Linked DNA regions of Mus musculus: all the other regions are linked to region 3. A link is a contact called in public Hi-C and promoter capture Hi-C data. All regions are on one chromosome and are shown on one strand. Each heading gives the region's core, a stretch centred on a gene start, on an enhancer-like site or on the middle of the called end of the contact. The rest is flanking DNA. Distances are from core to core; before and after follow the strand shown.

The links. Promoter capture Hi-C pulls out the DNA fragments that hold promoters and counts their contacts. A called contact is a pair of places that touch in the nucleus more often than the background predicts.
Region 1: a contact with region 3 is called in a promoter capture Hi-C map of hippocampal neurons, with 4 times the contacts expected there. The contact joins the promoter of 9330175M20Rik here to the promoter of Slc39a10 in region 3. A contact is called at or near these places in 5 of 39 promoter capture datasets (cranial neural crest, frontonasal cranial neural crest, hippocampal neurons and 2 more) and 5 of 484 Hi-C or Micro-C datasets (cerebellum, cerebral cortex, cortical neurons and 1 more).
Region 2: a Hi-C map of cerebellum shows a contact between it and region 3, with 2.3 times the contacts expected there. The contact joins the promoter of Tmeff2 here to the promoter of Slc39a10 in region 3. A contact is called at or near these places in 2 of 39 promoter capture datasets (cranial neural crest and second pharyngeal arch cranial neural crest) and 4 of 484 Hi-C or Micro-C datasets (cerebellum, cerebral cortex and cortical neurons).
Region 4: a contact with region 3 is called in a promoter capture Hi-C map of pre-B cells. The contact joins the enhancer-like site here to the promoter of Slc39a10 in region 3. A contact is called at or near these places in 2 of 39 promoter capture datasets (cranial neural crest and pre-B cells), 3 of 484 Hi-C or Micro-C datasets (CD8 T cells, adipose-derived mesenchymal stem cells and cerebral cortex) and 1 of 115 datasets of contacts at active chromatin or transcription factors (astrocytes).
Region 5: a contact with region 3 is called in a Hi-C map of uterus, with 7 times the contacts expected there. The contact joins the promoter of Uxs1 here to the promoter of Slc39a10 in region 3. A contact is called at or near these places in 2 of 484 Hi-C or Micro-C datasets (muscle stem cells and uterus).

The regions. Positions count from the first base shown.
Region 1 is chr1:51,332,330-51,335,029 of GRCm38.p6, reverse strand. It overlaps 9330175M20Rik (RIKEN cDNA 9330175M20 gene), which reads left to right and starts at 1,251. Exons shown (of 5, transcript NR_045151.2): 1 at 1,251-1,346.
Region 2 is chr1:50,926,154-50,928,853 of GRCm38.p6, reverse strand. Tmeff2 (transmembrane protein with EGF-like and two follistatin-like domains 2) reads right to left here and starts at 1,331. Exons shown (of 10, transcript NM_019790.4): 1 at 735-1,331. The coding sequence starts at 906.
Region 3 is chr1:46,852,362-46,855,061 of GRCm38.p6, reverse strand. Slc39a10 (solute carrier family 39 (zinc transporter), member 10) reads left to right here and starts at 1,444. Exons shown (of 10, transcript NM_172653.3): 1 at 1,444-1,591.
Region 4 is chr1:51,591,124-51,593,823 of GRCm38.p6, reverse strand. The region is part of intron 1 of Gm17767 (predicted gene, 17767); the gene reads left to right. Among named protein-coding and RNA genes, the nearest start is that of Gm17767, 4.2 kb to the left of the region's middle. Within about 2 kb of position 1,298, at least 20 of the 459 cell types and tissues checked have an H3K27ac peak or open chromatin away from gene starts, as enhancers often do. A contact at or near this core is called in pre-B cells, where this site is marked.
Region 5 is chr1:43,826,495-43,829,194 of GRCm38.p6, reverse strand. It overlaps Uxs1 (UDP-glucuronate decarboxylase 1), which reads left to right and starts at 1,356. Exons shown (of 15, transcript NM_026430.4): 1 at 1,356-1,580. The coding sequence starts at 1,487.

The DNA of each region.
Region 1 (2,700 bases), core at 2-2,501, 4.5 Mb before region 3:
TTCTATTACACAATGACTACGTGCTAACTTGGAGAAAATGAAATTGTAGGCAATTAAAAAAATAAAAACAAATGAACAAACGAACGAGCAAACAAAAACAACCCACAAGTCATGTTGAAGAAGGAAGATGTGCTAAGTAAGGGCTCCTTTATTCCCGGAGAGTTTGGTATCCCGAGGCCTGTGGTGACAGTAACAGAAAGTCTAAAGTGGTAAGATTGAGCACACACTATAAAATGGGGAGGGTTTTATAGTGGCTAGATTTTATTTGCTTATAAAGCCTCTATCCTTTCTGCCTCTTAAGAACACTTGTTGCCACGTTAGAGCATCCAGACATAATGTAAGGTAAACCCCGAGGAAAACATGCAAAACGCTGCTCAGAGGGTTCTGAAAGCCTACGGTTCCTTTTCTCACTTAATGCAACTGGGGCTTTGCTTTCCCTGAACAAGACAAGTGCCTGTGGTTTTCCTCCCTAAGATCTGCAGGAGGAGGCTGTTTTTAGCTGAGAGCTGCTGCTTTGCCTATCACTGAAGTGCTGGTTGTAGGATGCCTGGGAGAGAAGGCATCTGGAGAGGAGGAAGGCGGAAGCAAAATGCGTGTAGGGAGCTCAGGGCTAACAAGGCAATGTGCTAGGGATGTACTCCTGAAGCAAGGGCAGCTTGGAGGCAGGCAGATGGGGGGGGGGCGCTTTGGCAGTCTTTAGCCTCTTAGGTTCTTTCATTTGTTTGTTATTCTAGGGAGCTCTGATTTATTTGTATCATTTTACTGATATTGGGAGGTTAAAAATATGTTTCCGTGTGTATAGCAATTAACAGCAGGCTCTGCACAGTGGAATATTCCAGGATTTAGGAGACTGCTAGACTTTTATTGGTTCCAGCCAGCAGATGGCGGTAGTGTACCATAAAAGAGCACACAGGGTTCGCCCAGTGAAGCCGGGAGGTTCAGTTTTGTTTTGCTTTGTTATTTAAGCTCGACAATACCCATCTATATATCCTGTGGGCGCACAGTGTTTGAGCCTCGTCTAATCTTAAACTTGTTTTATGATGATATCATTATTTTTTACTGCTACAAATTAACTGTCGGTTTCAATCTACCCCATATTTCAGCTGCCTTGGGGGGATCATCTTGTCAGTTGTGTGGCTTTCCAATTTTATGACTGAGATCAAGAGTGATTCCTTAAAGGCACATGGGAAACAATGAAATGTGGGGCAGTGACTGTGAGCTCCGTTTGGTGGCCACTCCCGGAGGTGATCAGGAACGGTACAGAAGGACAAGCACGCCACGAAGCCCACAGCTCCGTCTGAAAAGTGACTGCCTTGACATTTACCCAGGCTCAGCCACTCGTTTAGGTATGGTCCTGACTTACTATCAATGGAGTAAAGCGGGGCTGCATGAATCCCAACATTATCTTATAGCGTTATATTCAAACACAGGAGAAAGTAGAGATTCTAGGGCACGAATATCTTTGATGATACACAGGAAGTTGTCTTCTTTCGCAGGGACAAAAAGCACCCGCATCCAATCACCTATTTACTCTCCCTTGAGTGGGATGCTTTCTGGGAGCCTACTGGGTGTTTGCCCTTGTGTGAAAAGTCCTTGTGAACCTACCGGCAAGAAGCTCTTGATTGCTGCCTAATCTTTTCTTGAAGCGTAAGGGCAAAAGAGATTAGGATCCTCTTGATAGAGTTGGCAGAGCACCATTGATTGATGATAAACTTGAAGGAGAAAGGGGTCATATTCCAGCTTGCCCCAGTCAAAGATTTCCGACAGACAGCAGCCCACTGTTGTAAATCTGTTGCCAGCCAGCACACTGTCCGTGGGTGTGCAGAGGCAGGGACAAAGCCCAGAGGCTGTGAAAAGACCCGGCTGCTCCTGAAATGCTGGGTGAACAGAGTAAGTGTGGGTTCAAGCTCCCTCCAAAGTCATCTGTTCTCTGCATAAGGGCTACTTTGGCTTTTTAAGCAATCTGTGACTCACTCGTCTCCTGCCACCCCACCTCCTAAACGTTCAGTCCCTATGCAATTGTTCTTAACCCTGTGTCTCTAAGTAAACCTAGAATTACTGGAGAATTTTCTTTTAAATAAGAATGCTTTAACCCCAGCTTCTAGAACTAGATGGTCCTTATTAGAATAAATAAGAATGGCTACCCTACAGCATGCCCAATATGAGTTAGGTCTCTTCCTAATGTGTGTGTGTGCGTGTGTGTATAGATCTCTTTATGTCTTTTTTTTTTTCAGATGTCTTTCTCAATTACTTCACCTTATTTTTTGAAACAGGCCTCTCACTGACTCTAGGACTCATTCTTTTGACTAAACTAGCTGGCCAGAAATCCCTAGGACTGCATCTGCCTCCCCAGTACTGGGATTACTAATGGATGCTGCTGCTGGACCCTACTGTTTCACATGGGTGCTGGAGAATCTGAATTCAGCTCCTTATACTTATTTGGCAGGTACATACTTTCTTGACTGGGCCATCTCTCCAGCCCCAATTTTAATTTTTATGGCACTCATTCAACACGAATGTATTGCTTGTACTCTTTCTATATGACCCGAAGCTTAAAGGTTGATGGCTTTTCCTACTAAAGGCCAAATTGGAAACAAAAGGAGGATGTTTGTGCCCCTCCCTCTTTGTGGTACTCTGACTTTAAAGACAATGTTTGCTGTAACACTGCTCTGTGGTCCTGGACAGGTGGGACAGAGAAAG
Region 2 (2,700 bases), core at 82-2,581, 4.1 Mb before region 3:
GAGAGGGAGCGCTAGAGAGAGCAAAAGAGAGAGCTAGGGAGGTATAGACAGAACAAGCTAGAGGAGAAAAGAGAAAGAAAAGGGGGAGGAAGAGGAGAGGGGAGGAGAGGAGAGGAGAAGGGAGGGCAGGGGAGGGGAGGGGAGGGGAGGAGAGGAGAGGAGAGGAGGAAGAGAGAGAGAGAGAGAGAGAGAGAGAGAGAGAGAGAGAGAGAGAGAGAGAGAGAGAGAGAGAGACTCCGTTCCTGGAAACTTGCCTCCTTAGAATTATCTGTGGCCCAGTGCTGACTAGAAAACCCCTGCATTCAGAAGCATTTTCGGCAGCCTTAACAGTTTCCCTGCAGTCATCATTTGATTTATTGCTTTCTTGATTGTTCTTTCTCATAAAGTTATTTTTCGCACATCCAGGCTAGACTCTTTTATTTTTATTTTTATTTTTTTTAATGATGGGAAATGTTCTGCGTTAGTGTTTTCCCCCAGGATGGAGAACTACCTCTGTAGTATTTCTCTAAATCCTCCGATTTGAAAGGGGCAAACATCTATGGTTCCCCACACCTGTACTTTGTTCCTATCCCAGCACGCCCAGCCTTAGCTGAAGCAGTTCTCAATGTTTCTCAGGATTGAGGTGGGAAGTTCTGGGTTTCAGGCAGTGGCTGGGCAGACATATGAGAGTAGACAGGTCTGTGCGGGTTCCGCGCTTGGAGAAGTGAAGTAGAGGGCTGAGGGTCTGGACTTACCGGAGCAGTTCCAGCCGGTGGGCGTTTGGCAGTCACTTAAGGAGGTAGGGAAAGCAGCGAGTTTTACCGGGCGGGCTATGATAAGCAGCGTCACGGGCAGCAGCAGCAGCCAGCAGAAGCCCTCGCAAAGTGTCCAGCTGCTGCACTGCCGCGGGGACTCCCACAGCACCATGACTACTTCGCGCAACTCTGCAGCAACCAAAGGCTTCTGAAGAACACGGGATCGCAGGGGCCACGCAGCGGGCTACTGAGCATCCCGCGGACCGCGGCAGCAGAGGAGGGGGCGGCGGCAGGGACAGCCGGCGGTGATACTGCGACCAAAGGAGAGCATGATCTCCGGAGTTTCAGCAACATCCAGTGACCGGGCTCAGCCTGCGGAGTGAGAGGATAGTCCGCTGAGAAGCTGCGCCCCCGATGCAAGGAGCTGCTGCCATAAGGAACAGGGTCGGGGCAAAGGAGGAGCAGGAGACAGAAACCAGGGTGCGGAGAGGAGGCGGCCAATCGGCCGAAGAGAAGAGCGCGACCAGACTGGGTGGAGGGACAGTCACAGCGCCCCGCAGCCCAGCCGCCGCCTCTCGCGCTCTGCCGCCCGCATCCCTCTGGCGTTTGGGAAGCAGCAGGTCCTTAGCCCGCCCGGGGTCACGTGGGAAGCGGCAGTCGGACTCTGATTGGCGGAGCGCGATGCAGGTCCCGGGAGGGAGGGGTCGGTGAGGAGGTGCAAGGAGGAGGCGGCCACTGATGCCACAGATGGGCTAGTTCTCTAGGCTCTAACCCGAGTGGGTCTAGGCGGGATGGCTCCTGGGAGAAGCTCAGGCTTCAGGGCGGCTACTCCCACGTTCTTTCTCCCACTTGCCTGGCTTCTCTGCTCCATGACGCCCCCTACTGTGTGCGAGGTCCAGGCTCGCGCCTCTCTTCTGTGCGTGACCCCGGGCTGACAGCACCCGCTGCGGCTGGGTGGCCTTGTCTTCCAGCTGGATGTGGTGGGGGCGGAGTAGGTGGAGGACCCGCAGCCACAGGGCAATAGGGGAAGCGGGTAGGGAGCAGAGGGCGTCCCGTTGGCGCCGCCGGTCCGGGAAAGAGATCCAGGCTGGGCATGTCCTGGTAGCTTAAGAAGCATTAGGATGCTTCTCTAGGCGGTGGCAGAGAAAAGAGGGCAAGAGGCGGCAGTGCGAGAGCCAAAAGACTCTGGTGGCTTAAAGCAGCAGCAGCAGCTAGCTCCCCGAGCAAGCCCGACAGTGCTCGCCAGGCTGGAGCAGCCAGTTTCGCTGGCTCTCCCCATTCTCCCTGTGCCTCCTATCCCTTCCAGGCTCTCCGCAGCTCAGCCTGCTAGATTTGATTCTCTTTCCCTGGAGCTCTTTGGTAAGGTACAGACCGGAACCTATTTGTGGGGCTGTCTAAAAGGTTCAACAAAATGTTGTTGGAAGGTCAATTTTGGTCTGGACAGGAGGCCGGAGGAGCAGCGAGAGACTTCTCTGAATCCAAGCTGAGAATGGGTTACAGGGCGAATCCACAGAGAAGCGGCATCCCGGAGGAGAGCTTGGAGTGATTGGGCGTTAGACTTGGGCGTTTTACACCTTGTCTGTGGATCCCCAGCTACCTGGGAGAGGCAAGGGAGCCTAGCCCGGCAGGAGTCACTACCTCCGCTTGGTTCTCCTTAGCCCCAGCAGAAACAGCAGAGAGATATCAGCCTTCCTTCTGCTGCACTCCACGCAGTTAGACACACTCTTTAGCTTAATGGCATGTTAGTTCTCAGGGCCCAGAGCTTTTTGGGACATAGATGGAGAGAAGAGTCTGTCTCCTACGACTCAGGTCACTACTGCAGTCACAGGGTTCTTGGTGCCTTGCACCAAAGAGGTTTCCTTTTGCGTTTGTATCATTCAGTTATTTATGGTATTTTTTCATTCACATTATACATATATACTCCTGCTCTATTTCTCTTTCCTTTCTCCTTCTCTCCTTCTTCCTT
Region 3 (2,700 bases), core at 195-2,694:
TCACTCTGCTATCTTCTTCCACTAATGTTGAGGCCTGAGGACTTATCAGAATGTCTTCCTTTGACAGCAGAGAAAGAGGAGTAGAAGAAGCTCACTGTGGTTTTAGCCACTCATTAAGCACTCGAAAGATGTTCCGTGTACAGGTAGAAAACAAAAGGCAAAACAGCTTCTTTCATGGAGTTCAAGTCAGCGAGACAGGCCACGTAGCCATACCGAATAGGTTTGGCTTTCTATGCCCCTCCTCGGTTCTCTCAGGCAAGTTACTTATTTCCTATGACTTTATTTCCTGGGTAGTCATTCTTCAGTCTGTTAGGAATATTAAATTAATACACACGCAAAGCATGCTGGAGGTACCTGATACATAAAGCTGGCAATTACTACTGCTCAGAGTTATATGCACTCTGTTCATCCATAAAGCAAGGCCAGAATTCACTTTCACTAGTAAATACGCTCAGCTTGAATACAGAAACACAGGCATCTGGGCAGAATACAAATAAGCCTAGACATGAATTAAGAGTCAGGAAGCAGAGTAATGAATAATGAAGCAAAGAGTTTGCCGAGCCTCCTTTTAAGAAAATTGTGGGTTGTTAGTTGCTTAAGAGGGGAGGAGGCCATTGAGAATGGCGGTGTGAGCAAAGGGATCCAAGAACAGGCAGGATATAAGCATGAATGCACCGGTGTTGCTGGGCGGATGGGGGGGGGGGGGCTTGCCTTTGGGTGTAAAACTGTTCCAGTAAGAGAAGGTGGTGGGAAGTCCTTGGATGGGTACCCAAAGCTACCAGAACTACGTGACATTTTTAAACTCAACTCCTTTCTGTTTGGGAAGTCCCACTGTAAGTGCTCTTTAAATGGGGGTGCGGTGGGGGGAGTTATGCAAAACACTTTGCACATAGCACTAAAGTTTAGTTTTGCCCAGAGACTGGCACGGTCGCTGGGACAGAGGGGGCGGAGTTAATTTAATATAGATGTCTAACCCGTGTACAGATCAGCAATCCTAATTGATCACTCCGAAACTTCGGCCTAGGACGCTCGTTCTCCAGGCTTCTACGTCTCATCCGCTAGCCCAAGGCCTCAGCAACCGACGTGCGAGGCCAGGCGAGGCGACCAAGGCCGTTCCACGCATGCGTTAAAAGCCGCCCCAACTCCCCCCAATCCCCGAGGAGTCCTTTCTCAGAACAAAACTAGCGCGGAGCTACAGAGCTCCGCAATTTGCGTAGATCTAATTTCTTCCAGTTGCCGCCAGTCGGTGTAGCTCCCGCCGGTGCCGCCGCTCTCCTACGCCAGGCGCGTCCGCGAAGTGAATGGCTGAACGCTGCCGGTGCGCCGCCGGCGTAGCGCCGATCAGGCCGAGGTGCGGCTGCGCAGGGCGCCCGAGCGGGCCGGGTGCGCCGCCGGCGTAGCGCTGAGGCGGCCAGGGTGCGGCTGCGCAGGGAGCCGGAGCAGGCTGAGTGCGCCGTCGGCGTAGAGCGCCGGCTCTCGCGCTAGGCTCCGCGACGCAGATAGCGCAGGCGGCTTTGGAGAATACACGACTGGGTGCAGCCGGGGTTTGGTACCGAGCGGAGAGGAGATGCACACGGCACTCGAGTGTGAGGTAACTATAAAACCCCGATTTGTTTACATTCCCTCCCCCAGAACCGGCCCCGTGCGCGGCGGAGCCTGGGAGTCCCGGGACGGCTGGGGAGGCTGGGCGGCCGGGTTGGGGCTGGCACCGGGGCCTCTGGGTTGGGACGCGTGTGTTCGCAGCTGCTGCAGGCGGTGGCGGCGAGCAGGAGAGCGGCGCGTGAGGCTGGGGCCAGCCGAGTGTGCCGCGTCGGCGGTGGGGGACCCGCGCCCCACGGCCTGCTGCGGGGCCGCGGAGCGGGCAGCGCCGGTTGAGGGCTGCGCGGGCTTCCCGCGGCCGCCGTACGGGGGACCCGGGACCCGAGGCAGGTCCCAGGGGCTCGTCTGCGGGGGGTAACGGACGGCGGCCGCTCAGCTCCGGGCCAACCGAAAAGGCTCGGTGGGGCGCGCGGGAACTGCGTGTGGCGCAGCCCACGGGTCCCGGAGCCGGGTTGTGGGGCGACCGTGGTGCGGCCGCGGGCTTTGTTCCCGGCCACCGGGGTGTAGGGTGGCGTGGGCGCGGTTGGGAGCGGAGGGAAGTGGCCGGCCCACCGCGGGGTCCGCATCCGCTCCACGCTTCGCTCCTCCCTTGGGGGGGGGGGGGTCTTCGGAACTCTCCAGCCTGGCGAGGCGTCGGGTGGCGTGACGTGGAAGGGCTTCCTGCGGCTTCTGAGAAGACGCGTTCACGTGGGAGCCTGTCCACATGGGCCGAGTTTAAGGAGCTGGGCACGTGGAAGAAATCTCACCGCAGGACGCCCCGCCACCGATTTGGAAGGGTCCTTCACCCCAGTGTCTGCTCCAAGTGACACAAAGCATGAGTTAAAAGACAGTACAACCCACCGTCTCCTAGAAACTTATTTATGTCTCCGTTAAGTGCGGTAACTAGCGGGTGACAGGTTTCTTGTATGTTTTCTTTTTGGATGTGTATCTAATGGTAATTAAGAAAAAGTAATACAAGAGCTGGAGGCTTAGAATTGTTAACAGTGCTATTGGGAAGCCTAAACAAAGCAGAACTTCTGTGTACAGAGTAATGTTAGGATTCCCGTAATCTACAAGTATTTGAGTACCTTGTGAGTCATTTCTCCTGGACCTTGGGAGTCC
Region 4 (2,700 bases), core at 49-2,548, 4.7 Mb before region 3:
ATGTAAATGAAAGCTTTTTTTCTCCTTTTTTTTTTTTTCTTGTCTGGTTTATTTCACTCAGCACAAATATTTATAGATTCATCCGCATTGTTGTGTGTAGCTAAGGTTCATTCTTTTTTTATATCTATTGCTGAGAGATGATTAATCCATTTCTATGGATATACCATAATTTTTGTGCTTATATATTGAGCAATCATTTCTTTTATCCTATAAATACATACTTTTAAAATCTGGAAGAGCTTTGCAGATCACTTATGCAAGAATATCATTGTATAGATTGGTTAACTGAGGCCAGGGCACTTGTTTAAGACTTGGTCATGATTTATTGAGTTACAGTAATAAGATAGGCCCTGAGGATACACACTTGTCAAAATGGTTTCTGATATGCTAACCCAGGTAGACTGTGTCCTATGTGGAAGAGGTAAACCAAGTAATTTCCTTTTTAGACAATTAGTGTTATGTTCCAGCCTCCTCAACACTGAGATTTTAGGGATATGACACCACCCCTTTCCCCTAACTAGCTGAAATTACCTGGTTAAATTCATAAGGATTAGGACCCAAGTCAAAATAGTATATATTCAAAAATAGTATATATACTATTTTTGAATTTTAAATTCAGATTGCCTTTCTTTACGCTCTTTCTGTTGTGTCAGATTTCACGTGTCTGACCTGTAACATCAGACAAATAAAATCTGATGCCATCTATATCATGAGTCACTTTGTCATTGGAGAGAAAGTCCATATTCCAGCTCTGGGATTTTGAGCTGCACTAATAGCAAGCCCCTCCCCCTCTTTATTTCCTTTCTGTTGATGTTGGTGTTGTTACCGAAGAATCAGTATGAGAAGCATCAAAGTAAGACAATCCCTTGTGATTAGAATAATTTTACTTTAACAAATAGCCACTCCCCCACCAGAAGCCTTTGACATTGTTGCATTTTAATACAATTTTGCCTAACAGTGTTGTCAGTACTGGTTTCTCTTTCTTAATTTTATGAATCACTACTTCGTAGACTTGAGGTCTTAGTGGCCTCCGACTTTAGATATCCCTGGAGCTAAGCAGTACACACAGAGGCAAGGACACACAGAACAGGATACACAGAGACAAGGGTTCTGAGCGGGGCTGACAGCGACCCCAGATGTTATTCTGGTCATCTTTCTGCTCCCCCTTCTTTCTCTCTCTGTTTTTATTTTTGGTGTTTGGGGAGGAAGCTATTAAGACTAACTTGGTATGTTTCCTGAAAGCTTGACTGGGCATGATACCTCAGCATTTATAACATCAAAGACCTTGGGGTTGTCTTCCTCCAAAACTGAACTCAACCAGGCTGAACCCCAGCTGACATCTACTCGTTGAGAATGCTGCTTCCACTCTGTAGAACTATCTATGAAAAGGGACTAAGGTTGTGAGAGACCAAGAGCCAAGAGGGCATTTGCAAGAGAAGGGGAACACAGCTCCAATGCACTCTGTCAGAACAAACAAAAAATTTAGTTCCCTTTGATAATTTAGGTATTTTCTTGACAGTATTTCCCATATGTCAACTGGGCAATTTAACAGTGTTTGCTACCTTTGAAGACCCAGAATGAAAGCAAGTTTTGTCTCAGTGGATGGAATTAAAGCAGACTTCTTTGAGCATCCTTGGGCAGAGCTGTGGGAGGCTGTGCTACACACTTAGGCCCACTGGACTTCTGGTTACTTCTGGTTATCTTCATTGTGAGCTACAAGCTCTTAAGCATCCTCTGGCACCCCTGTTTACATTTTCAGCGTTAATTGTGGCATGAAGGGCTTTGTCTTTGAGTCACAGGCTTGGTAATGAGACAGAAGATTAGTAATTAGACAGAAGTTCTAATCTGTGCTCACTTAGTGCCTGTGGGCCCTTAGGCGAGTCGTTTAACCTTTTTGAGTCTATTCCTCATCTGTAACTCGGTAATGATGATAATAATGGGCACATTTGTGAGTGGCTGTAGGGATTAGAGATAACATCAATAAACTGCCTGGTGAAGAATGTCAGACTTCCAGGTGTCAGAGGCACGGGGACAGAAACTTTCTGAGCTCTTAGTTCAACTGGCCAGAGGCCAACAGAGCCCATAGGGGTAGGTGGCTGCCCCCTCAGTTTGGCTCTTTCTGTGTTTTGTACTCTCATACTTCATGTCTGCCAAACCTGGCTATTATAGTCATGGACATGGAGGTTTCGGAGCATTCATGAGAATCCTAAAGCTAACCTGGTTGGGTGTTGACTTGAGAAAGGGCTCTGGTAAATTTGCGAGGCTAGCTATTTAAATGTTGCTGTATTTGAGGCACAACTACAGAAAATGTCCATGCACAGAATGATAAGTGGTTTCCACATGTGTGGCAAGGAAATTAATCTCGTTACTTTATGGTCACACTTCTATGACAATACAATTTTCCTTTGCAAAACTGTATATCTGTGTTTATGCACAATATACATGCTCCTTGATGGCTTATTTCTATGCCCAACCAAAAACAAGTACAATAATAACTGTCTCTTTAAAATCCAGCTTGTTATTTTTCACCCGCATTATGACAGAAGCTCTCACTGTGAGTTCTGTTCTCTGGTAATGAGAGACTGTGACAGACATTAACAGAAGAGGCTTCGAGTGGAAGGCTCCCCAGATTTTCTCACGCCTCCCTCCAAATTTGATCTGCTGTAATGTTTGTAGTCTTATTATTATAGTGTTGGAGTG
Region 5 (2,700 bases), core at 107-2,606, 3.0 Mb after region 3:
TGTTACAGACAAAAGGGTATGCATTTATTATGACAATTTCCTGACAGATGGATGGAAGGTATCTTAAGGAAAGAGGACTTTTCTGATTCTATCAAATACCCTAAGGCCTAGCAGAACATGTGTTTCTGAAGACTCTTTGTATGCATTCCCTTAGGATATAGCTTGACAGGTACAATACAGTACTGGGTGATACAGTCCAAAATCAACTGATTAATTCACCATTTCCTATCACTATTGCTCAAAGCAAAGTTTTATGGGTCACTTTTAGGAACCTCTGTGTTCTACACTATTAATGTAGTTACTTTTGACAAGAGTCTGCCTATTTGATAGGATGTGGAGCTTTTGCTCTAAATTGTCCTTTCAATGGATAGTTTTTAGTTCTTAAAACTCACCAGAAAATTCCTGAATTGGAAATGACTTACAGATGGAGACATGAAAATCCAGAGTCACAGTCTCCGGTCTATGTTCTTCCCTCCTTAACCATGCAGACATCCCAACATTACAGTACACTCATACAATCTGAAGATGGCAACCCTTTCTTCATAGGTCTTCAAGCAGCCCTCATGTTTCTATCTTTTATCAGGGTTGTTATGAATGTGAAACTGTCTGCCAACACTGAGTCTCATTAATATTCAAACATCTGAGAGGAAAAGTACCTCAGATCTCATTGTGCTATGCTTAAGGAGAAGACATAACCAGAGCATTCTGTCTCGCTTTTGGTAACTATGATCAGGCAAAGTGTCTGTTGTTCTGAAATTATTCCCATACACTTTGTACCAGAAATGATCCCTGCTCATTTCTGCTGTTCCCACTGCAGTGTGGTTTGTCCTAAATTCCAACGATTAACAACCTCTTCATGATAATATACCCTTCATCTTTAAAATAAAGAAAATGAAGAGAAGTGTTGTCGATTCACCGGCGCGTTTGGGATTTATCACTTTCCTGCCTTGCAAAAAGAACAGCTAAGAAGGCAACTTACTAGCCCCGCACTCATAGAAACTCAACTGTTCACTGTCAAGACACACCAATTACAGCAAACCAGTTCTTCATCTCCAACAGCGCGAGGCCACAGCCCAGCCGGCCGTGTAGGACTAAGAACGCGCAAGCGCCCTGCAAGTTGCAGGCGAACTTCCGAGATCCGCGCCAAACGTCGAACGCTACCCCAGCAGCGAAAAGGGGGCAAGCACACTGGGCTGCGCATGCGCGCTCCGAGCCACCCACTGTGCCCACCCATCCCTGGTTGATTGACACCATCCTGAAAACTCAGGGATTACACTGCGCTTGCGGGGAAAAGGAGGATGAGGGCGGGGCACGGCTGTGGGCGGAGCCGGAGGCCGGGACCCAGCCGCGCGAGCGCAGTGGTTTAGCCGGCAGGAAGCCGGGCGCGCGGGGGTGGGGCTGGTGCACGGGGGCGGGGCTCGGGCCGCCGCGCATTGTGCTGCGGCTGGCCGGCGCGGCAGGCCCCGGACCCGAGCGGTTCCCGGGCATGGTGAGCAAGGGGCTGTTGCGCCTTGTCTCTTCAGTCAACCGCAGGAGGATGAAGCTTCTGCTCGGCATCGCGCTGTTCGCCTACGCCGCCTGTGAGTGCGTGCGCGGTGGGCGGGAGCCCATTCATTCCCGCGCGGCGGGGAGCGGGCGCTGCGGCCGAGCAGCAGGCTGTTCAGGGCCGGGGACCGGTTCACAGCTTCCACGAGGCTGAACTTGTGCTGTGGAGCCGCTGGCCGCTTTGCTTGCTGCCCGCTTCCGCGTAGGCCCGGCGTCGGACCGGTGGCCGGTGTTGGGGCCTTTGCCCGGGACGCGGTGGACACGTTCCCCGAGCTGTAGACACTGCGGACTCGGCCAACCTCGCAGCGCCCGCCAGCTCGTACTGACCCGAACCGCTGTGCTGTGCTGTCCACAGCACCCAGGGTTAGGGTTAGGGTGAACCTGGAGAGTGCGGCGCGGGGACATCCTTGGGGACGGTGCTGGTTAAGTAGGATAAAAATATTATAGCTATTGGCAGGGTCCCTGCTCCGACTGTTTGCTCCGCAGGAAAATTACTCAGCAGCTGAGTGTTGCCATTCTCCGTGGATGCCCTGTGTGGCCATGCTCTGATATCCTGTCTCACACTCCCCGCTCCCCACTCTCCTCCCGCGCCACCAGGTACTCCTCCAGCGTGTCGCGGAAGGAGGCACAGCATAGGGGGCAGGCGGGGCGGGTGTCAATTGGATCCTTAGCCTGTTTATCTTGAGGGGCCCTCAGCTTCTCAGAGAAGGCAAAGTCTAGTTTTTTGGTGTTTGTTTGTTTGTTTTTGCTCTGTGCAACTGGATATAACAGCTATTACTACTTTACCAAGTACCAAAATTGGGCTAAAAATAGCTCTCAGAGTGAGTGAGCTCCTTCTGAATCCTGGCCACCCAGGCAAACATACTCGAATGAAAACTGCTAAGTGATTGAGTTTCCAGGGTCTGATTCCCAGGTGAGTAGGTACTTTGGAACGTGGGTTCAACTGATGGGATGATGGTGTTAGTAGGATGCAGACTGGCTGCTACAGCTCAGCTGTTGCAAGAGGAGGAGGAGGAGGAGGAGGAGGAGGAGGAGGAGGAGGAGGAGGAGGAGGAGCAGGAGGAGGAGGAGCAGCAGCAGCAGCAGCAGCAGCAGCAGCAGCAGCAGCAGCCAGGAAGCTCTGGAAAGGCTTCTGGTTGCTAGGAGAAGTTTTAG